7 separate regions of the Mus musculus genome follow, and regions 1, 2, 4, 5, 6 and 7 are each linked to region 3. A link is a contact called in public Hi-C, HiChIP or PLAC-seq, Micro-C and promoter capture Hi-C data. All regions are on one chromosome and are shown on one strand. The core of a region is the stretch at or near the end of the contact, and the rest is flanking DNA. Distances in the headings are between cores, read along the strand shown. Region 1 holds the start of Pnpla5 (patatin-like phospholipase domain containing 5). Region 2 overlaps Parvb (parvin, beta). Region 3 holds the start of Rtl6 (retrotransposon Gag like 6). Region 4 holds the start of 5031439G07Rik (RIKEN cDNA 5031439G07 gene). Region 5 holds the start of Sult4a1 (sulfotransferase family 4A, member 1). Region 6 holds the start of Samm50 (SAMM50 sorting and assembly machinery component). Region 7 holds the start of Parvb (parvin, beta).

Region 1 (2,947 bases), core at 202-2,701, 430 kb before region 3:
GAGCTACGCTGAGGGACTCCAGGACTCTACACAAGGAGTTGAGGCCTTCCAGTATGGAGACCCATATTCCTTCAGAACTTTGGCCCCACTTTCCTTACCCCCTAAACCTATCAAGTCAGAAAGGCTTCATTCCTTCCCTGCCTTATTCTCTTGGTTGAATTTCACATAGGCCCTTTCCCAATCCCTTCCCAGGAGGTAGGCTCAGTAGGTATAAGCCCTGAGAAGGTAAGGTGTTTCAGATGTGCCCAAGCCTGGCAAAACCCCGCAGCATACAGCAGTGCCCACACATATTAGATGCTCTCAGGAAACAGTTTGCTCTGGCAATCAGAAAACGCTTAGGAAAGAGGGGTGAGCAGGACAGGGCAGACACCTGTGGACCGAGCAGCCTTAGAGGTCCTGACTGTGAAAGCTCCTCAGTCTACCCCAGGTCTGACAGCACCTCGGGTTCCTCTCCACCTCAGCCTCTACAGAGCCTTGGACTCAGGCCAGTCTTGGATACAGTCTAGCTACTGCTCCTCCCCCTCTACACACACACACACACACACACACAAACACACACACACACACCCCTAGACTCAGTCTATTATTATGTGGACTGTGTTCCCCAAGCCCCAGGTCCCAACTGGCTCACCTGGATGAATTCATCCCGAGTGGCAAAATCGGTGACTATGAAATTCTTGCCATCAGGCCATCGGGTCATGGAGATGCCCAGCCTCTGGGAGGCTAGAATATGGCAGTTGTCAGGAAGATTTTCATACAGCTTTTTCCTGATGTGTTCAGCGGGTCCGTAGGCCGGATGGAAGATGCCCAGGCTCAGCCGCTCCACAAGTTTCACCAAGTCCAGGAGATTGGAGCAGGCAAAGTCTGCAGGGCAGTGGGAACTAAGTAAGACCTCAGTGACCTGGGACCACTGAGGGCCACCCGTACCCACCAAAAGTCCACTTCTCTCAGGGATGCCTGGGAATCAGTTCTTTAACATCTCTGCCCAGTCCTGGTAACCAAAACTCTCAAAAACAAAACAAAACAAAAACAAAACCAAAACACCTTAGGGGTAGTACCCCAAATCTAAAGCCAGGATCCCATCTTTAGAGATAGAAGTGACTGCAGGGGTCCTCAGATTCAAAGGCTGTAAAGCCCCAGGGACACATCCCTCAGCGCCCTTCGGGAGTCCTTAGACCCTGAGAACTTCCTAAGTACCTGCAGACTTGCCAAAGACAATGGCCATGGCATTGAGTGCCCCTGAGGAGGAGCCATAGAAGCGGCGGGCACCCTGGATGAGGCGAGGCGCTCGCTGTCGCAGACACTGGGTGACACCCACGTGGTAGAGGCCCATGTAGCCAGAGCCTGAGAAGGACAGGTTCCAACCTCCCTCTGCCTCCAGGAAGTCCATAATAGGGTGCTTGGGACGCGGGGCTGCAGACTCCTCAGCTGGAGCTCAAAGGAAGGAACTGTGCACTAGGGCCCCAATGTGATGGGACTAAGCCGGGATGGGGATGGAGCTCCGGGAGGCTGAGCAGAGTGGCTCCGCCCTAGGCTGTCAGCTGTGGCCCTAGCAAGTGAGGGGTTGGTGCAGCCACCCTCTCCACGTGTACACCAGGCATTACATTACAAGCCTACACGATTCCCAATTACACTCACCTAACCTCCAGGTGTCTGCATTTTGAAAGAGGGAAAGAGGCACAATCAGGAAGGACTGCACCTAATCTTCAGGCCAGAGGTCAAGGACCAGCACCGTAAGTGGGAGGTGAGAGGCCTGGGATCTAGGCTCTGCAAGGAAAGGTTGCTATAGAACAGTGCCTTCAAACACACAAGATCTCTCCTCTCTGCAGTCACGATGGGAAGTCGCCTGGCATGGACCAGGCTCTCAAATGTATATTTCTGAGCAGGTGAGATGATAGGTGCTACACAGCCAAGTCATCATGGGGAAGTCAAGCCAGACATGCCATGAGGGTCAGGGGAAATGAAGTGCACCCCAGGATGCCAAGAAGAGGAAGATAGCAGCAGTATGTGGGGTAGTGAGCAAAGAGGACTCCAGTAAAGAAGTGGGGTGAGTGGAACTCAGCGGGACACACACTGAGCATGGGAGACTCTTGCAAGTAACCAATAAGGAAAGAGAGCATCACACTGCATGCTGCCTGGTGCAAACATCCCCCCTACAGGCTCGCCTTCCAGCCACGTGGCTCATCCGATAACAGCGCAACCAACCCTGACCACCCCAGTTCTACCCCCCCCCATATCCATGGCCAAAGCAAAGTACTGGCTCCTGTAGGTTGTTCTCTGACCTCCACACATACACCGCCCACACACACTAAGATAAACACATTGCAACTTAAATGCAAACCTCACTCTGTGGTGTAAAAATAATAAATGTAACTATTAGAAAGGTCGCAGGTGAAGTGTCCTAGAGGGCGTGACTCTGGGGAGTCCCCGGTGATGGGAGGTGGAAGGAGACCTCACTGTACCCAGGGGCTGACAACAGGTGGGTGCTTTGTGGCTGAGCTAGGCTTAAGCTCCATTCAGGGGCTCCCTGCACCAGCCCCATTCCAGCAGCCAGGAGGGGGCAGCAGGCCTATGCCCGTAAGTCCTCTGCAGGGCAATGTGATGTAGCCACCTGGAAGGAGCACCTGGAAGCTGGTTTCCAGGTGAGAGTCTGAGGACCAGGTGGGTCAGGCAGTGGTGGCGCACGCCTTTAATCCCAGCACTTGGGAGACAGAGGCAGGCAGATTTCTAATTCGAGGCCAGCCTGATCTACAAAGTGAATTCCAGGACAGCCAGGGCTATACAGAGAAACCCTGTCTTGAAAAACCAAAAAGAAAAAAAGAAAAAGAAAAGAAACCAAGGATCAGGTGGGGCTGGAGGGCAGAGGTTAAGGACACACCTTTGCAACTGTACACTGTGGCTGTGGTGGTGTCACCTGCCAGCAGCCTGAAGAGGTTCCTTCCTGTTT
Region 2 (3,198 bases), core at 197-2,696, 300 kb before region 3:
GAAAGGCCAGTGGGAGAGTCTATCTGGATGTGCAAGGCTTCTGGTAGCCACCCTCCTTGTTTGTTTTTTTCCTTTCTGTCTTTTTGAGACAGGGTCTCTCTATGTAGCCCTGGCTGTCTTGGAATTCGCTGTGTAGACCAGGCTGGCCTTGAACTTACAGAGATCTGCCTGCCTTCGGAGTGCTGGGATCAAAGCAACGTGCCCCCCATGCCCTTGTTTGTTTCTGTAGGACTGTGGCAATGAGGCACCAGAACCTCATTAGTTAGAACGGGAGTCTGTGTGTTGCCTTACAGCCCTGAACGTCATCAGTCAGGATCAGGGCTGGGCTTTCCAGCCTTCTGGAGGCTTCGATGAGTTTTCATCTCTGACCTCTTCCAGTTCTGAAAGGACCCGTGCTGTCCCCGCCATCCCCCCAGCCATCAGCACACTGCATCTCCCAGTCTGTCTCTGTTCCAGGCTTCTCTTCCTGCCTGGAGACCCCATGGGGTTGCTTGTACTACCCAAGCTAACTTCAGTATACATTCATTTTTTTCATCACAGAAGGGGAAGCACCATGCAACCATAAAAGATGTAGGAGAAAGAGGTCCAGGGAGTTACAGCGAGAATCCCCAGGCAGGAATGATGGCAGATGCCTGTAATCCCACTCAGCAATTGGACCAATGAGGCAGGAGAAGGCCTGTGAGTCTGAGGCTAGCCTGGGCTACGTATCAAGATTGTTCTCCAAAGACCAAAATAGGGAAAATAACTGCAAATAAATGATTGATTAAAGCTGCAGATTGCTGGCCCAGTTGCTCCTGAACTCACTGAGGATTAGCCAGCTGTTCTCTGAGCAGTTTGCTCTCTGCCTGATGCCCTGAGGAGCCAGGAGACAAGCAGGTGACACGCCTGCCCTTTACAGAAGTGATGGCAGCTAAACCTTTGGCGCAGATGTGCCAAACTGTGACAATGCCTCGAAGAAAGGAGCTGTCAAGGGAGGCCAATGTGTTGGGGAAGTGCGTGGGATCCGTGGGTTCCAAGAGTGTCAGGGGCAGGGAGCGTGTCTACATAGGCTCTTAGCCCTGGCTCCTCATCTGCCAAGCTTGCAGAGTCCAGTGCTAGTGTTCTGAGCACCCCTCCCCCCGTCCCCGCCCCCCAACCCAGGTCTTTGCTTTTTATCTCAGCCAAAGAAGATTAAACTGGACCTGCCTCCCGAACGAAGTCTCGTCAGACAGCCATAGTACAGATGACCACTAGAGGGCGCCATGTACATAGCGTTCCTGCTCTCAGCCCAGTTTGGGGGCGGGGGGAGTGGTTCTCCCCGTGGCAGGTGTACAGTAGAGCTCTTTTGTTGTTGTTGTTAATGGCTTAATGATTTAATCTTCTTATTTTCTCAGCAGAACCGCTTTGGACTTCTGGGTATGTGGGAACATTACCGATCAGATTAATTACCGCTGGTTCCACAGCTGGGAAGCGGGCCTCGCCGGCTCCGCTGAGGAGTGACTCTCCTGCTGCCATTTCTGCTCTCATTCCTGTTCTACACAGTGCATTTCTCTATCTGTATTGAGCTTGACCAGGCTTGTTCTGCCGCTTCGAGCGACCAGCAGATTTCATTCCCAGTCTGCCTTGGTGAGCAAGCAACCTGTATAGCTTTCTCAGAGGGATGGCACGATGTGTGTTCACCACCGGCAGGGAAATCTGCATTTTGCTCTTTTGCTGTTTATTTGTTTGTTTGTATTTGGGGTGTTGCACGCTCTTCTCTCTCCGAATTCTTCTGCACCTCCCCCCAACCATGATTAAAATCACTTGTCGAAAGGCAGTGGAATTGATTGAAAGGAAGTGGGATCAAAAGCAACCCTTCCTAAGTTGGGGACTCCAAGGCTTGCGGCAAAAGGCCTGCTGTGTGGCCTGGGGTTAAGAGTCATTGATCATCAGCACCTGAGCTGAGGGTCTGAGCCAAGAGAACAGATGATGATCAGGGGAGCCCTTCTGTGCGGGGCTGGGGTGTAGGGTGCAGCTTCAAAAGCAGGGAATCAAGTCATAGGGCTGAAGTCCTCTAGACTAGCCAGTATGCTGTGTGACTCTGCAGTGGTGACACTGGCTGGACATGGTGTCACATACTGTAGTCCCAGCACTTTGGGAGGCCCGAGGCAGGAGGATTGAGAGTTCCAGGACAGCCTGAGCCACCGGGCTGGCTAGTTTTATGACAACTTGACACAAGCTATAGTCATCTGGGAGGAGGGAACCTCAATTGGAAAAAGGTCTCCATAAGGTTGGGCTGTGGGCAAGCCTATTAGAGCATTTTCTTAATTAGTGATTGATGGGGGAGGGCAGTGATTAGTGATTGTGGGCAGGGCCATCCCCAGGCTGGTGGTCCTGGGTTCTATAAGAAAGCAGGTTGAGCAAGGCAGGGGAAGCAAGCCAGTAAGCAGCACCTCTCCATGGCCTCTGCATCAGCTCCTGCCTCCAGGTTCCTGTCCTGCCTGAGTTCCTGTCCTGACTTCCTTCAGTGAGGGACTATGATCTGGAGGCATAAACCAAACCAGCCCTTTCGCCATAGCAATAGTAACCTTAACTAAGACAGTGTCCAAAAGGAAGGACTAGGGACGTAATTCAATGGCAGAGCATTTGCCTAGTGTGTGTGAGTCCCTGGGTTTGACCCTAGCGGCAACCTGGGGTACCTGAAGTTGAGGTTCCAGCAGTCTCTGACCTTCCCCAGTGGCCTGTGCTGTTTGCTGGCCCTCACTGCTCCATAGCTGTGGTCCACACTTCCTTTCCCCCTGGACTGGGCCTGCATTTTCAGCTTTACCACAGCCCTTTGAGCTTAGATGGCCCTGAGCCTCCCATAGGCACTGTGCTGGTTTGAGTCTGACACCTGCTCTTTGCAGGGACTTTGGAGGGCCTGTGCCTCTGCAGCGTCGTCTGCAGCCAGGGATGAGCCATGCTTCATCCTGCTTATTCCCGTAGCCTTGGTGTGCATGTGCGGAGATCTTACAACCCACACCTCAGGAGCCTGGGCAGAGATTCCAGGAGCTTCCGAATTGGTTGAGCCTCGTCTTTAGGGTGGGTGTTTGACATCTGGGTCCTTTGAGAATTGGTGACGTTGGTACCTGCTCTCCGAATCCCCTGAGCATTGTTTGGTGAGGTCCTCTGCCCTTGGCACTGGCTTCCAAGCTGAGCCTTCCAGAACATGGATTTGACTCAGTTCTCTTCAGGTGAGCT
Region 3 (3,358 bases), core at 407-2,906:
CCTAAATGGTTCCTGGGCAGGCACATGCCCAAGGGGCTGTGTTGTGATTGCTGGAGAAGCTGGGATTGCAAGCAACAGAAAGGGGGAGCATGCACTGAGTCGCGGGTAACGCTAACAAAACAAATACACGCCGCACAGCGGGGTGGGTGACCAATGCCGATGACAGGATGGTCTCCCGTAGACCAGAGAGGCGTGAAGGGTGCCTCAAACAGGGCAAAGCTACTGAATTGACAACTCTCAACAACGGAGTCTAGCTACCTGGGTGGACACAGACTACCAGGGTGGTGGCAAGTCCTTAAAGGTTCCGGCCACGAGAGGGCAAGGCTGGTGCGGGATTGGTCCCGTTGGAGGCTGGATGCACCGGGCAGGATCCTGTGCCAGCTGCGGCCAGTTGGCGACACAACATCTGGCGCTCCCGCTCTCGCTCCCGCACAGCCCTATTGGACGCGGATGTCTTCCGGATTTGTGCTCGCCTTGAGTGCCTCAGCGGGGACTTGTAGGTTCTGCGGAGCTCAGCCAGAAACCCCTGGTAATTGTTTCGCAAAGGGCTGTCTGGTTGCATGTGGGGGATGGCCCACTTCTCCGCCTCCCCAGTCAGACGGGATACCAGGAAGGCCACTCTCTCGGCTTCACCGGGGAAGCGGGAGGCTTGAAAAATCATGAACCTGTCCATCTGCATCAGGAACCCTGCCAACTGTCCAGGGTCTCCTGAGAAGGGTTCAGGCAGTGAGGTGGGTGGCGTGGTCATGGGTCGGGTCCCATTGGAGGTGATGGCAGAGATAGGTGGAGTAATCTGTAGAGCGCCAGGGATGCGCGCTCGGGTGCGCAGCAGAGTTAGTTCGGCCATCACACTCTCCAGCATGTTGGTGAGGTTGGCCTTCTCCGCCCTCAGTGTGGAGGCCTCGCGCCTCAGCGCGGAGTTGGTGAGGCGCAGAGAGGTCAGGGTGTCAACTACGTCATCCATCTGAGCGCTGGCACCAGGGGCAGAGGCTGGGCTTTCAGTTTTGGAGGTCCGAGGTTGGACCATGCTGGCGGCCAAAGTTAAGCCACAGGTACCTGGAGAACCAGAGCGCAAGGCCTTGGATGCTGAAGCAAGCCTGAGGACGCTGGTCCTGTCCTGGATGCAGTTCCTTTCTGCAAGCTTCGCAGGATCAAAGTGTGGGTCGCTGGCTGGACCTGCCCAGGCCCTGAAGGATGCTCGAGCTGGATAGCCCTTGTAGAATGCATAGGCTGGATCTGCCCAGGCCTTACGAGATGCGCGGACCTGCCAGACTTTGCAGGATGCACCTGCCGGAGCTCGGGCTGCGGATGCAGGCACTGACCACCGGTGCCATGCGACCACCCGCGCGTGAACAAAGGCGTCGGCACCTGGGCTGGCCCAGGCTGGGCGGCGTATGTACCTGTCGCTCCGCTGCTCCCTCCGCTGCCAAGATGGCCCGAGGGTCGAGGCCGCGCCCGGCCTGTACGTCACGGAGGCCGCCGGAACTGCTTTCCGGGCAGCGGCGGCGGGGGTGGCAATTCCTGCGGGGCTGGCTTGACCTGGTCCCGGCGCTGCGCTGCGCGGTCACCGCGCGGTCTTTGTGCAGGCGCGGCCAGCTAGACGGCCGCTGGGAACCTGGCAACTGGGCCAGGGCCTGCTGGTTGCCATAGAGACCGCTCGCTCTCGGAGCAGCGGCCGGGACCTTGCCTTCCGGAAGTGACGCACCTGCGCCTTTCTCAACAGCCTATTAGCGAGGAGCTTGGCTTCTGCCAGCTGAAATCTTGGAAAGATTAGCTTGGAAATTAGATAGTCTTGGAAAGATTATCTTCTTTACGATTCCTACCCAGGCCGCTCGCGGAGCCTCTCAGAGACAGTATCTTTTTTTTTTTTTTAAGTGAGATTGATTTTTCTTCCTGTGATTTGAACACCATTCGCATGAACTGTATGATCATGGTAGCAGATCTTGACAAGAAAACTATTTTTTTTTTTTTTTGAGGCAGTCTCCTGTAAACCAGACTGGTCTGGAAAACTCAGAAAGTAGCCAGAAATGACCTTGAACCTCTCCTGCCTCTACATTCCCCGTGGTGGATTGTGGGAATTCAATACTGGCTCTGAACCCACAATGTAGCCAAGGATGACTACGACCCTCTCATCCTTCGGTTGCCACCCCGGGTGTGCTGGGGTTACTTGCTCTGAGTGCCATAGCCCTCCGTGCACAATGTTGAAGGTTAAACCCAGGGCCTCATGCTTGCAAGCATGCCACCACTGAGCTGAATCCCCATCCTTGGAAACGTCTTTCAAAAACAAAGCAGAAACATTACAGTTCCCCTCAGTGTTCTACACGCGCGCGCGCGCGCGCGCGCGCACACACACACACACACACACACACCATCTTGTTCAATAGTCCACCATTTTCCCATTAGTATCCTAATAGGAAACATTGACTTTTGTGCCTTGTAGATGGTCATGTCTCCCTAGTCACATTGAATTTTGAGATTTTCCTAGGGGAGGTAATACAGAAGCATGTCTTTCTATTATTGCCTAGGGCTTCACCGAAAGCCTGTGCTACCTTTTACTCCTGCCTGCCCTCTTGATAGATGGCCAACTTACCTTACACGCTGAATTTTGTGAGCATAGTTTATGTGAGTCTTAGCCCCTTCCTCTGACAGTTGTTCCTCATGGTCAGTTCCATACTGGGATAAACTGGGAGAGACAATACCATCTGTGAAGCCCTCCTATGATGCAGTCTAGCGAGAGTGACTGCAGGTGGGAGACAGACCTGGGGTGGAGATGTGTTCATTCGGTCTATAGATTTTGGTCTTGGAGTGAGGGATTGTGGCTGAGGGTATCCACACTATGAGAGTGTTATAGAATCTAATGCTGTGCTCGTGAGGGGTGGCCCCTGGAAAAAAAATCACACCACACTACAGACCTGGTGTAAGGAGGTTTATCTGGGGGAACAGAGGGGAGTGAGGACATGGAGAAAGGTTAGAAGGAGAAAGACAGGAGTAGAGCCATGGGGGCAGAGAAGGGGGGCAGAGGAGGACAGAAAGGAGAGATAAGCCAGCCAGGAACACATGGGAGTAGAGAGAAATGGAGAAGGGAAGGGAGGGAGAAGGGGAGAGGGAGGGAGAGGAGAGAGAGAGAGAGAGAGAGAGAGAGAGAGAGAGAACTGGGGTAGCCCTGCCAGGCCACCTGCACCTGGTAGCAGGCAGGTGATGACGTAAGCCTTTGCTAGGTTCCAGGAGGAGCCTAGCAGAACTGCCTGTGGTAGGCTAGCAAAAAGAACTCTTGCATTCCCTTGCTCCAGACTGTATATTTTCAGCCATCAAGAACTCTCCAGAGCATGAAGCAAGAGAGGATAGGACAGTGTACCCT
Region 4 (2,922 bases), core at 143-2,642, 430 kb after region 3:
CTGCCTAAGAAGGCCAGGTGCTAAAAAAGTCTCCTTCAAAAAAAAAAAAAAAAAAAGAATTGAAATTCACTTCTGCTTTTCACAGAGCCTCCCGGGCGTGGCCTACCAAGGGACCCTGAGTTCCAGGTGTTACCCTCTCCCTCTGCTACTGTGGTCCTACCAGGGTACCAGGGTACACTTCCACTTTGGAGCACTGACAGGATCTAGAAGGCTGTTACTTCCCTCAAAGAGAACTCAAGCCCTGACAGGGAGGTGGGGGTGAGGGGACACAACATAGAATGAAGTCATTCCTTACATGAAGAAGGGAGGGGTCTTTTTTTTTTTTTTTAGAGAAAATGACAAGCCCAAGATTATAGGGGAGGGGGTTTCTGCCACATGGTTCTGGGCAAATGTATCAGTTATGCATTACCTCACATCCAAGACGACCCCACCCACACCTCCCAGGCCCTTTCAAACAATGAGACACCCCCACCCCACCCAGCAGCTGAATGACTCCTTAGACCAGAATCACACCCGGAGAGGCTGTAGCAAATCCCTGATTCCAGTGCTAAGTAGGTGGGTCAAGGGGCAGAGGCCCAACAGGTCCCTTGTAGAGCTAATGGACAAGAGGACCTTTAGGTGCAGAAAGACAAAGGCTACAGCAATCAAGAGCCGCGGTCTTCCATGTGGGCTGGGGAATGTGGTCAGGGCACACTGCCTTGAACTCTGAACTCAAGGGCCTCCCAAAATCTCACGCCCACACTCCCTGCAGCAGCAGTGGGGCCCCCAGATCTTCCAGGAGAAGGAAGAAGAGTTAAGGAACCACGAAGAGGAAGAAGGAGCTGGGACAGATATCCTGGCGGTCAGAGGAAGATAGGGACGCGGAGACACAAGGATCGGGGTTCTGTGGTACCAAAAAGACACTGAGACTTGGGGTCCCGAAAGACAGAGCCCAGGGCGGTGGGGATGCACGGAGGGCAAGGAGCACAGGGGGACTAGCGGAGGTGGACTCGCGCGGACACTCACGCGCGCGCCCGTCCCCGTCACTCACCCAGGCCGCAGACCTCACGGCGCAGGCTAAGGCGTCCGCGCTCCTCGGCTATGGCGCGCAGCATGTGCTGCAACGAGCGCTCCTCCGCTTCGCTGCTGTCCACGGACTCCCGGGAGGCGGCCGGCCCAGCCCGGAGCCCCGCGGGCGCGGACGCCGAGGCACAGGCCCTGCCCGGCGGCCGCGCGGAGGCCATGCCGGGCCCCGGCTCATCGCCCGCGCCGCGCCCGCGGGGGCCACCGACACGCCCCGCCGCCCGTGCCCCGCTGCCGCCCGCCGCGAGCACCAGTGAAGCCACAATCCGCTTTTGTGTGCGTCGCCGCCGCCGCCGTCGCCACCGCCGACCTCGGAGCACAGCGGAGCACTGCGATCCTCAGCTCCGCCACCGCCCGCCCGCGCGCGCTCGACACCGCCCAGGCCCCACCCCCGACGCGGGCCCGCCCCCAAACCCGCCCTTTCCCCGCCCCCGACACGCAAAGGCCCTGCCTCATACTCCTAAAACTCCGCCCAGATCTCTGGGCAAGGCGGTGAGTCGTCCCTGGTCCTGGCCCCGCCTACTTCCTTGCGACCAGCTGCTGCCAACTTCAAAAGCCCATCGCGTCCTCGCTCCAACCTGTCGCGTGACGTTCTCGTCATCTCATTCCCACACCTTCCTTGGCCTGCTGACCTTCCCTGCTGCCCGTGTTCCCCAACCCTGAGTCCACTTTCTCCCGCCCCCCGCCCCCCCTCCAGTAGAGTCACGCCTCTGAGCCGCCCCCTCTGCGCCTCACTGATTTTGCGCTTTGTCACCGCCCTGTGCATTCCCTGAAGCCTCCAGCACACCAGCTCTGCTTATTTCTGTCTGAACCTTCCAAGTAGGTTCTGCTAAAAACTTGCTTCACAAAACTCAACAAGAAGTTACCACCTCCTTTCGGAGGTCTCCTGGGACGCCTCAGTTTCCTCTGCTGAACACTTAGGAAAAGGGGTCAGAGAGTTGCTTCCTGTCTTAGCTCCTGTGCTGACTAGAGGCCAGAGGTGGATCAGATCAGCTTGCATGTGATCCTAATTAAAGGCCAAGGTCCAGCTGGGCATCCATCCCTGTGCTAAAAGAGGAAGATGCAGGGAGCAGCCGCCAGAAGCCACGTTCTGAACTCACTCGGTGGTCCTTTCCCAGGACCAGGGTAGGTGACCATGCACTGCTGGTCTCAGCCAGTTACATTTCCAGTGTCAAATTCTCACAATCATGCTAAGCATAAAGTTCTGTCTGCCCCGACTCTTCTTCACCCTGTCTGGGATACCCTTCTCCTAGTCTCCTGTCTCCTTTGGATCCCAGTGTCCTCCAATACATTTCCTCAAAAACAAACAAACTATATCTTGCCTGCCTCCTGTTCTATTATTCCTAGGCACAGCATCCTTACCACTCCCCTGACATCACACTGCATAGCTGTAGGAGGCGTCTCAGAAAACCAGCCCCTTTCCCTTGGGCTTCCCAGTCCTCAGAATGGTTTAAGCCTCCCGTCTGTGACATTGCACCATGGCAGCTCTAACTAAGACACTGTGTATTCCTCAGGCCTGGCTTCTGACAACTGTATTCCCAGCGCCCAATAAATGCAGGCTGTGTGATGGAGACTGGAGAGAGGCCTGCTGAGGAAGATTGTCTCTAAGGAAGGTGGGGTGGGACCACAAGGTGTGGAAACCACTCCAGAGCAGGAAATTGGCAGCTTTGGCATACTGTTCAAGCCTTACCTGGGATTTGTACCGCTCCCCTGAGATGCTCAGGGTAGGGCTTGAGTGACTAATTCCATGGTCCCAGAGCAGTGGTTCTCAACCTTCCTGATGCTGGGACCCTTCAATACATTTCCTTGTTTTATGGTGAGCCCCAACCATAACTTACTTTTGTAGCCACTTCATATCTA
Region 5 (3,114 bases), core at 298-2,797, 450 kb before region 3:
AACACTCGCCAGCCCTCCCAGTTCACAGCTGGGCCTCTAGCCTGGCTACTCCCTCAGGTATCCCGGGTCAAAGGCCCTCCCCAGCTCCTTCCTCAGTAACCCAGGCTCTGGCCCTTTCCTCCAGGAACTCCATTACAATCCCAGCCACACCCCCTGGTCCTAAGGGCTCTGAAAACCAAGTCTCCCACAATTCCAGGGTCTAGGGAGGGAACTAGAATCTTCTTTTACCCACGGGCACATTCATACCCTTTGTAGCGAGGACACAGCCATGATGCCTCCTTAAGTACCACCCTGAGGCTGGGCACCCAGCTGAGAGGCAGGGCATACATGAGCCATAGGGCCACAAGGCCCTGGGTTCATCCCAGGCACTAAACCAAAAAAGACAACACCAGGTACAGCCACTAACCCAGATGTGGAGCACCCAGCGGAATGACCAGCACATAGAGAGTTCTCCAAAAGGCAACCCTAGCTAAAGCCAGCAGGGACCCAGGGGTGGGACTGTGGGGTGGTTGCAGCCTCACTCAGCCTGGCTTGTCTCCTGACATGCCTTTTCAGGACAGCCCAGCTGGCTGTATGCCCAGTGGTGGGTCAGTGCCTACACCTGGACTTGACCCCAGGGCCTTTGCACCCCAACTCCTCCCCTGAGAGCGCCCACCACTCTCTGTGAGGATGATGGGCAGCTGCCCAGGAAACCCGGACTCCACCCCGGGAGATGCCCTGCTTATATTTTCTCCTGTAACCGCCTGCTTGGATACCTCGGGGTGATGGACACCTTCTCAACTACCTGAGCCTGCAGGACAATGGTCACAAGGACGCCCTACAGGGACAGGAGAACCGGCTGAGCTTGTCCTACAGACCCCAGAAAAGGCACCACACAGCCATCTCTACACCAGGCCTGGAGAACTGAGTGGCTCAGATCTCAGCCCAGCTGTGTGACCTTGGACAAGCCTCCTCCCCTCTCTGATCCTCTGCCTAGAAGCTCTACCTTACACGGCTGCTGGGGACCCAGGTGCCCAGGTCCCGCCTGGTGACAGTCGGCCTGTAAACAGCATACAGGGGCAGCGGAGGGCGGTCCCATCCCCCACAGAGCCCACACTGGAGGCGCGCCCACTGCCCTCATCACACGGGGAGCCGGACAGGACTAGGGCACAGAGAGGCTGAGCGACCTGCCCAAGGTCACACAGCCGCGCGAGCGACCGGTACGGCGTGGGGTTCCCGGCTCACCTGACTTGGGGTAGGTGACGATCCACACGTCGCTGGGCCGCACGGGGAAGTCGGCGATATCCTCCATCTTCCCGCGGCAGAAGGGCGGCAGCCGCACGCCATGGAACTCGAAGTACTTGCTCTCGAACTCGCCCGGGGTGCCCGGGGTCTCCGCTTCGCTCTCCGCCATGCCGCCGCCCGGCCCGGCCCGCAGCTCCAGGGCGTGACGTCACGGCGCCGGCGCGGGGCTCCGCGGGCATGACGTCATGGCCGCACCCACGCACGCCGCGCCCCTGACGTCGGTTGCCGAGGCCCCGCGCCTGCCGCAAAGGTGCGTCGGGTCCGTATCACTGCCTGTCAGTCATGCGTGGCAGGTCAGGGTCCCCACACCCTAGAGCAAAAAAGGAGGCGTCTGCGCAGACCCAGGGCGAGCCTCGGGGTCCGGGAAGCCGCACCTCCAGAAGCTTCTGATGCCAGAGATGGAAGAGCCCGCATCAGAGCGCGGCTGACAAAGGCAGCGTTTAGAGAGCCTGCAATCAAGTGCCAGAGAGAACTCCCCCCAGGAAGAACCCCGGCAGAGAGGCCCCAAGAAAAGAAACCCAAGACAGAAAACCTCCAGGCAGAGAGGACTCCCACCCCCACCCCACAAGCAGAGAAGACCATCAGCAGAGGATTCCCCTTGCAGATAGAAACCCCAGAGTGGGCCCTTCCAGGCAGAGACCAGACGCTTGGCAGAGAAATCTCCAGGCTGAGAAGAGGCCCCCTCCCCGAGGACACCCCAAACAGAGGCGATCCCCCCTCCTCCAGAGAGGAAACTCCCATGCCGAGAAGACCCTCGGCAGAGAGGAACCCAAGAGTGGACATCCCCGCCCCCAGGCAAAAAGGACCTCAGGTAGAGGGGACCCCAGCAGAGATGCGCCCTCAGGAAATCCCCCAGAGAGGACCCTCCAGGTGGCGCCCGCCACCTGTCCAGGTCCCATCCTTGACAATGGGAATCCTATTTCCAGGAGCCACATCTGGGGAAAGCAGCTAACAAGAACCCAAGGGTCTGGGAAACCCCTTAGGAGTAGAGCTCCTCCCTCTCGGGAAGCCCTGGGGTCAGTTCCCCAGCACTGGAGAAAAGGGAAACAGACAAACAAAAGTTGGGCTTGCGGCACACTTGTGATCCCAGCAACTGGAGAGTGGAGACAAGAAGATCAAGAGTTCAAGGCCAGCCTCGGCTACATCGTGCATTTGACGCTAGCTTAGGATACATGAGAGCCTAAGAAAGGGGCAGAGAAAACTGTCTCCTTTTTCTCTCTAGCACGGGAGATGCACAGACCTGTCTGGATACAGAGAGTAGGTATGGGACCTTCTGGTTTTCCACACTGAAGGGCATCTTGGGGGAGCAGTTGGGGTGACACAAAGGGGCTCTGGGCCCCAGTAACATTGTTTCAGGTGCGATCCCTGAGAAGTGAAGAGTAAGAGGCAAGGAAGAGCCCCTCTGAGTAAGAAGAGAACATATAGACCGGAATTCATGGTGCTAAGAATGCATCCTGGAGCTGACAAGATGGTTCAGTGGGTAAAGCGCTTGCTGCCAAGCCTGACAACCTCAGCTTCACTCCTGGAACCCACATAGTGAAAGGGGAATACTCCCACAAACTTACCTTTGACCTTCACATACACATCAACTTGCATACTAACGACACACGAAATAAATGTAAAATGTGTTGCTTTTTTTTCTTTTTTTTTCCTTTTTTCTTTTCTTTTTTTTTCTTTTCTTTTATTTTTTTTTTTATTTTTTTTGTAATTTTAAAGAAAGCGTCTTGGCTGTGTCAGTCACGGCTTCACTCGGTTTCAACGCAGTGGACAAATGCTGGAGGCATCTGAGGTGTTAGCAGTGTCCGCACTGAGCAGAATCCTGCCACAGAG
Region 6 (3,410 bases), core at 911-3,410, 370 kb before region 3:
TTTCCCAGTCTCCTCTTGTGAACTAGTAAGTCATTTCTACCTCTATAGAGGGCTTCTCCTGTGGCCATTTTGGCCACCTGCATGTGTGGGTGACAAAACGCTCCCTCATTGTTAATAAACATGATCCTACCTAAGGTCAGACCAAGGCTTGCTCTGTCTTCTCTCCCTCTACAACTGCTTTTTAAATAATCTAACAGGGAGAACATATGAGGGCTAAAGGTATGTTTTAAGTTTAAATTACTGTGCTTAAGAGACCTATATAAAAAAAAAGCCTCTAACCTGTAAGTCCCACTTGGCCCAGGACAGATAACTTCCTGGATTGCTGGAGGCTGTTGTCCACGTAAGATAACTTCTGCAAACAAGCTTGGTGGCCCCAACTGCACAGGATGTGATGACCACATATAGGTGAGAGGTATACTTGCCTCCAGTGGATGAAGGCAGAAAGTACATAGCCTTGTGGGCTTTGCCTTTGTAAGCAATTTGATGCCATAGTCTGGGAATTCTGGGTATGGACCTAGCTAGTGTCTATTGTCCTGGCCATTATTTATTAAAGCTCACTTCAAATTTGTCTCAAAAATTGTGACAATGGTCCTATTCCTGACCAGTGGCACTAACAGACATTGTATGTGCATGATGGGAGAATGATTCTGGGCCCTTAGGGCTTTTTTGTTTTGTTTGCTTGAGACAGGGTCTCTCTGTGTAGCCCAGGCTGTGCTGGGGCCATCTATGTAGACCAGGCTGCCCTCACCCAGCTCTGTCTTTGGGAAGGAAAGTAGCTAAGTACCCTAGATTGCGTTAGGATAGGAACATAGCAATTATTCATGAATCCCTGCATGGTGTCAGGCTCAGATTCACGGGAACATGGGCCCCATCTTTGCAGATGCTTAACGAGAAAAAGGTCAGGAGTGTCCCGGAAGGAGGGGATGGAAAAGGAAGCTAGGCTTCAGTGGTCAAGTGCAGTGGTGTCAGGTTGACTGCAGGTCAGAGGACAGGAACCCCACTCTATCTTTAGTAAACTGCAGTTCAGAGCTACCAGTGGCTTTTATTACATTATTCTTTTGAGGCACAGTAACTGTTTCTGCTACCAAAACACAAACGCACAGCTGTCTTTTTTGTTTATGTAACCGTCCTCACCTGAACACTCAAGAGAGCTCCATTCATCTTTTAAAAAATATGAATCTGGGGCTGGTGAGATGGCTGAACGGTTAAGCGTGTCAACTGCTCTTCCAAAGGTCCTGAGTTCAAATCCCAGCAACCACATGGTGGCTTACAACCATCCGTAACGAAATCTGATGCTCTCTTCTGGAGTGTCTGAAGACAGCTACAGTGTACTTACATATAATAAATAAATAAGTATTTTTTAAAAATATGAATGTGGGTGGTGGTGGTCCATGCACCTTTAATTCCAGCACTTGGAGGCCAGGGGCAGATGGAGCTCAGTGAGTTCGAGGCCAGCCTGGTCTACAGAGCAAGTTCCAGGACACTCGGGCCTACACAGGAAAAACCTTTAAATGAAATATAATGTCGCCAGGCAGTGGTGGCGCACGCCTTTAATCCTAGCACTTGGGAGACAGGCAGGCGGATTTCTGAGTTCGAGGCCAGCCTGGTCTACAGAGTGAGTTCCAGGACAGCCAGGGCTACACAGAGAAACCCTGTCTCATAAATAAGTAAATACATAAATTAAATGTCATACACATTTCTGAGGAGTCTGGGAAGGCGAAATTTATTCACTTCTGAGAGTCTGTTCGCTCCTAACACCATGTGGGTCTGCAGGATTGAACCAAGCTGTCAGGCTTGGAGGCAAGTATCTTTACATACCGAACTCTCTTTAAAGACGCCTCCACCCCATCCTCAGCCCAGACCCTTTTTACTGGACCCGTCGGTTCCCGGAGCACACACTCTGTCTTCCTTGCGCCCTTCTGCTCACACCTTAGAAGTGGAACTGAGGCTCCAAGGACTAGACCGGGGTAAGCCCCCATACAACGAGGAGCTCAGCTCCGTTGCCTTTTCACGGGACCAGCTCTGCCCATAACCGCAGCTTTCTGGGCGTCACTGAACGCTCCACGCTTGCACTGGGCTTCCTGGCGTTCTTGTGAACATCCGGGTCACTCTCTCATACGGACCAATGAGCGGAGGGTCTTGAGTCAGGGGGCGGACCCTAGGTGGTACAACATGGCGGCGCTCGGCACGCAGCTTCCGTGACCTGTAGCCGAGCCTCTTGTGTTTGTAGCTGAGTTTGGTTGGGCGCGGGCACCGCCTTGGGGCAGCAGCCGGAGAGGGAGCCATGGGGACAGTGCACGCCCGGGTGAGAGGCCCCCGCGGCGGCTGGGCGGGACACGCGCGCCTGGGGCAAGGGCGGCAGCGAGGGTGTGGGAGCTGCTTTGGGCCGGAGGCTGTCTGTCGCGGTCGGGAGGGCAGTGGTGACTTGCCCAAGGTCATTCAGCGGAATTTCCCCAGGTGACCTTACAGCACCAAGGCTTGGAAGAAGGGTTTGTCAGAAGACAAGACACAACAAGTTATTTTGCAGCCTTGTTTTACAGTTTCCAGTTACTATTATGTGCACCAGTGTGTGCGCGCGCGCGCGTGTGTGTGTGTGTGTGTGTGTGTGTGCGCGCGCACTTTGTGTGCATAGCCCGTGGAGGCCAGAAGGGGGCAATTGATCCCCTGAAACTGTAGTTCCAGAGAGTTGTGAGCCTCCTTATAGGTGTCAGGAACCACTCTGGTCCTCTGCAAGAGCAGTACCTGCTGAACCCATCGCTCCAACCCAGCACTATTGCTTAAAAAGGGGTGTGTGTGTGTGTGTGTGTGTGTGTGCATGCATGTGGAGGTCAGAAGACAACAGCTGGAGTCAGTTTTCTCCTACTTTGTGGTGTGGAAACTGGGGAATGGAACTCTGGTGATTAGGCCCTAAGGGGCGAGTGCCTGTGCCTGCCGATCTGTCCTCACTTTTGAGTTGGCTTTCATTGAGTTGGCAACCTGGAATTGGGCAGAATGAGCTCCCTCCCCATAAATGGGCAGAGCAAACTATAGAAGACCCTTGTGCTGTCTCAGCATCTCCTCCATCCCTATTTCTGACTTTGGCTTTGTAGCCCAGGCTAGCCTCATATTAGTAGTCTTGTCTAAGCTTCTGACGAGCATGTGTCAGTATCTCGGGCAAGCACTCACTGAGCTATATCCATAGATCTCTTCAACTATTTTCCTTCACTAGGCTGTCAGGGCCAGCCTGGAGCTCAGTCTGTAGTCCAGGCTGGCCTTGAATTTGGAATCCTTCATACCTTTGAGTAGCTGGGCTTATAGATCCAGTAGCTAGGCATGGCACTACACACCCTTAATCTCAGCACCCAGGAGGCAGATACAGTGAATTTGTTGTGAGTTCAAGTCCAGCCCTGTCTATGCAGTGAATTTTAGGC
Region 7 (3,392 bases), core at 801-3,300, 330 kb before region 3:
CCACCGTCTCTGTCCTCACCAGCTGTGTCCCCATCTCACAGGGGTGTCAGGACCTACATTTATGATCTTTCAGTGTCTTCCCAGCTTGTTAGCAAATTCTGTCTTGAGATGGAGATGCTTTCAAGACCCCTTTGGGCCTTTCTGTCCCTAACCCTGGCATACCAGGAGTTTGCCAATATTATCTGAAAGTTCTCTTCCTTCTGTCCCCCTTCCCTCTGACATGCCTTTGCCATGTATATTAGTTGCTTTGCCTGTTACAAATGCAACTTAAGGAAGGGTTCATTTTGGCGATTTGAGGGTACAGACTGTCAGACTGGGGAAGGCAGGATTCTACTCAGGTCATTTTCTCCTGTGTGTGTGTCCTTTTATGTCCATTATATAGCTGCTGACAGAAGATGTGACCCAGATCAAAGGTGGATCTTCCCACCACAAAAGATCTGAATTTAGGATGGGTCTTCCCCCCTCAAATGATTCAATTAAGAAAAACCCCTCCCAGGTGTGCCCAGCTGCCAGTTAGGTTTTAGTTAACTCTAGGCGTAGTCAAGTTAACAACCAGGAATAGTCCTCACACCTTTTTATTCAGTTTGGAGCCCAGCTCCTGGGACTGGGGGTGGGGGGTGGGGGGTGGGGGGTGGGGGTGGGGTGCTGCCCACGATTGAGACCTGGTGTTGTCTGTCCCTCCTTAACCCAAAGGAGATAGATAATCCTCTGGGTACATCCAGAGCTTTGTTTCCAAGGTGATCGGAGTTCTCCTCCGGTTGACAATCAGATTAACCACTGTCACGTGGGATGCAGGGAGTTTGTATTTCTGAGATTTCCGGGATCCTGGGGTCTCAGGCTCCCTGACAGTTATGAGAGGGAAGTCAGCCTGGGAAAGCCAAGTAAATGTCCCGTGCTGCCAAAGAGGGGTGTGCTTTAGTAGAGATAAGAGCAGCCAGGAACTGGGCCAGGGTGAGAGATGCCTGGCCCAGGTCTGTGAGTTTTCTTCCTATCATAGTGGAGGGAGGCAACACTTTTATCTTGGTCTTTGGAAACCATCCTTCCCTAGCAACTCTCTCTTCCCTATTTCTTCCCAAATCCTGGCCCTCTCTGATCCTTCTCCTCCTAAGGGGATCCCCACTGTGCCCATCCCACCCTTGGCTTGTAACTCTTTAGATACTGGGCACCCCATTCTCCATGACAAATCCCAAGGAGAGCCCAGGCACATCCTAGCTGAACAGCCAGCTTGGCTACACCCCTTCTGCCAGCGTCAATATTTCCTGCACTGAACTGAAACCGCTCGCCAGAAGGAGCGAGGCTCTGAGCCAGTACAAAGGGAGAAGGAAGAAACACCTCCCCCTCACACACACCCCCCTCCCAGCAGATTAGGTGCTGCCTGCGCCCCGGCCCTGATAGCTCCTATCTCTGCTGAGCCACGCAACCACCCTTCTGCTGGAGCCACAGGCCATTTGGTTTTCCCTCTGCCTACGCCTCAGTTCTCATGCTGCCTCTACCCCGCAGCGTCTCTAGAAACACGTTCATTTCGCTCCTAGTAAACCTCCCTGCCTGGTCCCATCCTTGTTCATCATCTACTGTTCCCAAATCAGCAACAATCAATTTTGTGCAACACAAACCTGGTCATGGCTGTTAGCCTAGCATCCTTCCCTGGGGCCTGCGCTCTTCCTCCGGGTGCCCATGCTGCCCGGATTCTTCCAGCCCGTGGCTCCCATGGAACTCTTTGGCTGGGCTTGCCTTGGGGGAAGGGTCACTGTGTATGAGGCTACTGTCCCACAAAGGCACCCACTACACCCAAAGCATCGACTCAAGGGATGCCCTAGTCCTGCGCCAGGATTCTGGCAGAGACTCAACATCTGACCGTACATGTTTGTGGGACTAATTGATTCTGGGCTTCCAGCACGGTGAGGCTGCACAAAAGGGGGCCGGTCGTGCCTGGCACTACGCGCAGGGTCCTGCTGTATTGCGGGCGGGGGAGCTCAGCTGCAGCACCGGGACCTCGGGGTCAGTAGGCAGGGGCGGGGAAGCCGGGGCCGCGCCCTCCTGGCCACTCCCCGGCCGGCGGTGGGTGGCGCGCACTCGCTTATGTCCTCCGCGCCACCACGGTCGCCCACCCCGCGGGCCCCCAAGATGAAGAAGGACGAGTCTTTCTTGGGCAAGTTGGGCGGCACACTGGCAAGGAAGAAGAAGACCAGGGAGGGTGAGTGTGCCCCTGCGTCCCTTTGGCGCCAGCCGGGTGCCAGCGGTGTCCCCCGTGTGTCCGCTCCCTGCCCGCCTCGGCGGCGCCAATGAGCCCTCCTGTCGCGCTCAGGCTACGCGACCTTTGGGACAGGCCGGTCCCTGTCCGTAAGACATTTGCAGTGCTGGCCCAGTGCATAGGACGTGCGTTCTGCTCTGGACACAGGCCTAGCAAGCTACTGTTCCTGTGCTCATCCTTGTCGTGTGACACTCTCGTCACAGTGATTGGACACATGCTGGTAGAGAGGACCGGCTACTGTTTGCGTGATGCCTGCAAGCATGGCTCCGTCCCTAAGCTGGGAGTCAATGAAAGGGCACAGGACACACAGGCCAGGAGCCTGGGGAAGCCTGGAACCAGTGCAAGGGCAGGGGGCGGGGGGGAGGGGCGGGGGGGGAGGTCATGCCCCCTGCGCAGGAAAGTAATTTTAAAACGACTTTTTACTTTCAAAACTTTTAAAAAACAAAACTGCAAGGGATGTAACTTCTCCGCCTCTGGCCAGAGCCCTAAGGTACCGCAGTTCCCTCCCCTCCCCTCGCAGAAACATTCCTGAATTTTCTATTGTTTTGTCCTGGAGGCTCTTGCCCTTGGGCTGAGATTCCGGCAGCTCACGAGGAATGGGAGGGGCTTTCTGAGAAAGGACAGGTAGAAAGAAGCTTCAGAGACAACACTTCCTGGGGACCCCCAAGTTAGGGTGTGCTGAGGGTCTCCTCCAGCCACTGGAGCCACACTGACTCCCAGAAAGCCTGGGCCTCCAGGGCAAGCCCTGCCTAAGAGGTGACTGATAATCACCCTGTGGGCCCAAAGGACCGGCGTGAGGTATTTACTCATAAAGGGACCTCCAGGTCCTAAATTATGGGCAGACTCATTCTGGCCTTTCAAGGTGTCTTGAAAGGCAGGGCATGTGGGGAAATGCTGAACTTCTTTGATAGAACCGGTGAAGACACTGTGGGTCCCACATTCTGCCCAGACTTGCCTTCCCAGGCCTTCAACCCCAGAATGCCCTTTACCAACCTAGATTGTCCAGGGGGCAGGCAGGCCTGGTCTTCTTCCTAGGGTTTATTGCTAATCAAATGGGCTCTTCCCCTCTCAAGTCTTCCATTCCAGACCCTTCAGGTTGGCCTGCATCTCCATCAGTATCCTAAATGAGACCGAAGTCCTT

The links. Promoter capture Hi-C pulls out the DNA fragments that hold promoters and counts their contacts. A called contact is a pair of places that touch in the nucleus more often than the background predicts. HiChIP or PLAC-seq counts read pairs in DNA pulled down with a chosen protein or histone mark.
Region 1: a promoter capture Hi-C map of embryonic stem cells shows a contact between it and region 3, with 5 times the contacts expected there. The contact joins the promoter of Pnpla5 here to the promoter of Rtl6 in region 3. A contact is called at or near these places in 14 of 39 promoter capture datasets (the 3T3-L1 cell line, the C10 cell line, the HPC-7 cell line and 8 more), 1 of 484 Hi-C or Micro-C datasets (bone marrow-derived macrophages) and 3 of 9 other capture datasets (adipose tissue, embryonic stem cells and macrophages).
Region 2: a contact with region 3 is called in an H3K4me3 HiChIP or PLAC-seq map of embryonic basal ganglia, with 5 times the contacts expected there. The contact joins the enhancer-like site here to the promoter of Rtl6 in region 3. A contact is called at or near these places in 9 of 39 promoter capture datasets (cranial neural crest, embryonic stem cells, frontonasal cranial neural crest and 4 more), 2 of 484 Hi-C or Micro-C datasets (bone marrow-derived macrophages and cerebral cortex), 9 of 115 datasets of contacts at active chromatin or transcription factors (bone marrow-derived macrophages, cardiomyocytes, embryonic basal ganglia and 6 more) and 4 of 9 other capture datasets (adipose tissue, embryonic stem cells, liver and 1 more).
Region 4: a Micro-C map of embryonic stem cells shows a contact between it and region 3, with 5 times the contacts expected there. The contact joins the promoter of 5031439G07Rik here to the promoter of Rtl6 in region 3. A contact is called at or near these places in 1 of 39 promoter capture datasets (stem cell-derived epiblast-like cells) and 1 of 484 Hi-C or Micro-C datasets (embryonic stem cells).
Region 5: a promoter capture Hi-C map of hematopoietic stem and progenitor cells shows a contact between it and region 3, with 4 times the contacts expected there. The contact joins the promoter of Sult4a1 here to the promoter of Rtl6 in region 3. A contact is called at or near these places in 11 of 39 promoter capture datasets (HPC-7-derived erythroid cells, the SN4741 cell line, cranial neural crest and 5 more), 1 of 484 Hi-C or Micro-C datasets (embryonic stem cells), 3 of 115 datasets of contacts at active chromatin or transcription factors (embryonic forebrain, embryonic stem cells and neural tube) and 5 of 9 other capture datasets (adipose tissue, embryonic stem cells, liver and 2 more).
Region 6: a contact with region 3 is called in a Hi-C map of B cells, with 16 read pairs. The contact joins the promoter of Samm50 here to the promoter of Rtl6 in region 3. A contact is called at or near these places in 12 of 39 promoter capture datasets (the 3T3-L1 cell line, the C10 cell line, cranial neural crest and 9 more), 3 of 484 Hi-C or Micro-C datasets (B cells, CD4 T cells and bone marrow-derived macrophages), 7 of 115 datasets of contacts at active chromatin or transcription factors (acute myeloid leukemia, astrocytes, bone marrow-derived macrophages and 3 more) and 4 of 9 other capture datasets (adipose tissue, liver, macrophages and 1 more).
Region 7: a contact with region 3 is called in an H3K4me3 HiChIP or PLAC-seq map of embryonic basal ganglia, with 5 times the contacts expected there. The contact joins the promoter of Parvb here to the promoter of Rtl6 in region 3. A contact is called at or near these places in 15 of 39 promoter capture datasets (the 3T3-L1 cell line, cranial neural crest, embryonic stem cells and 9 more), 1 of 484 Hi-C or Micro-C datasets (bone marrow-derived macrophages), 11 of 115 datasets of contacts at active chromatin or transcription factors (bone marrow-derived macrophages, craniofacial prominence, embryonic basal ganglia and 7 more) and 3 of 9 other capture datasets (adipose tissue, liver and macrophages).

Annotation. Positions count from the first base shown.
Region 1 is chr15:84,121,724-84,124,670 of GRCm38.p6, forward strand. It overlaps Pnpla5 (patatin-like phospholipase domain containing 5), which reads right to left and starts at 1,452. Exons shown (of 10, transcript NM_029427.1): 1 at 1,198-1,452; 2 at 632-864. The coding sequence starts at 1,390.
Region 2 is chr15:84,259,270-84,262,467 of GRCm38.p6, forward strand. The region is part of intron 1 of Parvb (parvin, beta); the gene reads left to right. Among named protein-coding and RNA genes, the nearest start is that of Gm33723, 21 kb to the left of the region's middle. Within about 2 kb of position 1,447, at least 25 of the 459 cell types and tissues checked have an H3K27ac peak or open chromatin away from gene starts, as enhancers often do. A contact at or near this core is called in bone marrow-derived macrophages, cerebral cortex, embryonic basal ganglia and 2 more, where this site is marked.
Region 3 is chr15:84,556,167-84,559,524 of GRCm38.p6, forward strand. Rtl6 (retrotransposon Gag like 6) reads right to left here and starts at 1,657. Exons shown (of 1, transcript NM_177630.4): 1 at 1-1,657. The coding sequence starts at 1,027. The coding sequence ends at 296.
Region 4 is chr15:84,986,579-84,989,500 of GRCm38.p6, forward strand. 5031439G07Rik (RIKEN cDNA 5031439G07 gene) reads right to left here and starts at 1,393. Exons shown (of 10, transcript NM_001033273.3): 1 at 1,031-1,393. The coding sequence starts at 1,094. It overlaps Gm39558 (a long non-coding RNA gene), which reads left to right and starts at 1,457. Exons shown (of 4, transcript XR_875533.1): 1 at 1,457-1,554; 2 at 2,577-2,878.
Region 5 is chr15:84,104,207-84,107,320 of GRCm38.p6, forward strand. It overlaps Sult4a1 (sulfotransferase family 4A, member 1), which reads right to left and starts at 1,548. Exons shown (of 7, transcript NM_013873.3): 1 at 1,225-1,548. The coding sequence starts at 1,393. Gm46526 (a long non-coding RNA gene) reads left to right here and starts at 635. Exons shown (of 2, transcript XR_001781726.2): 1 at 635-2,545.
Region 6 is chr15:84,190,080-84,193,489 of GRCm38.p6, forward strand. It overlaps Samm50 (SAMM50 sorting and assembly machinery component), which reads left to right and starts at 2,161. Exons shown (of 15, transcript NM_178614.5): 1 at 2,161-2,305. The coding sequence starts at 2,285.
Region 7 is chr15:84,229,993-84,233,384 of GRCm38.p6, forward strand. It overlaps Parvb (parvin, beta), which reads left to right and starts at 2,051. Exons shown (of 13, transcript NM_133167.3): 1 at 2,051-2,194. The coding sequence starts at 2,080.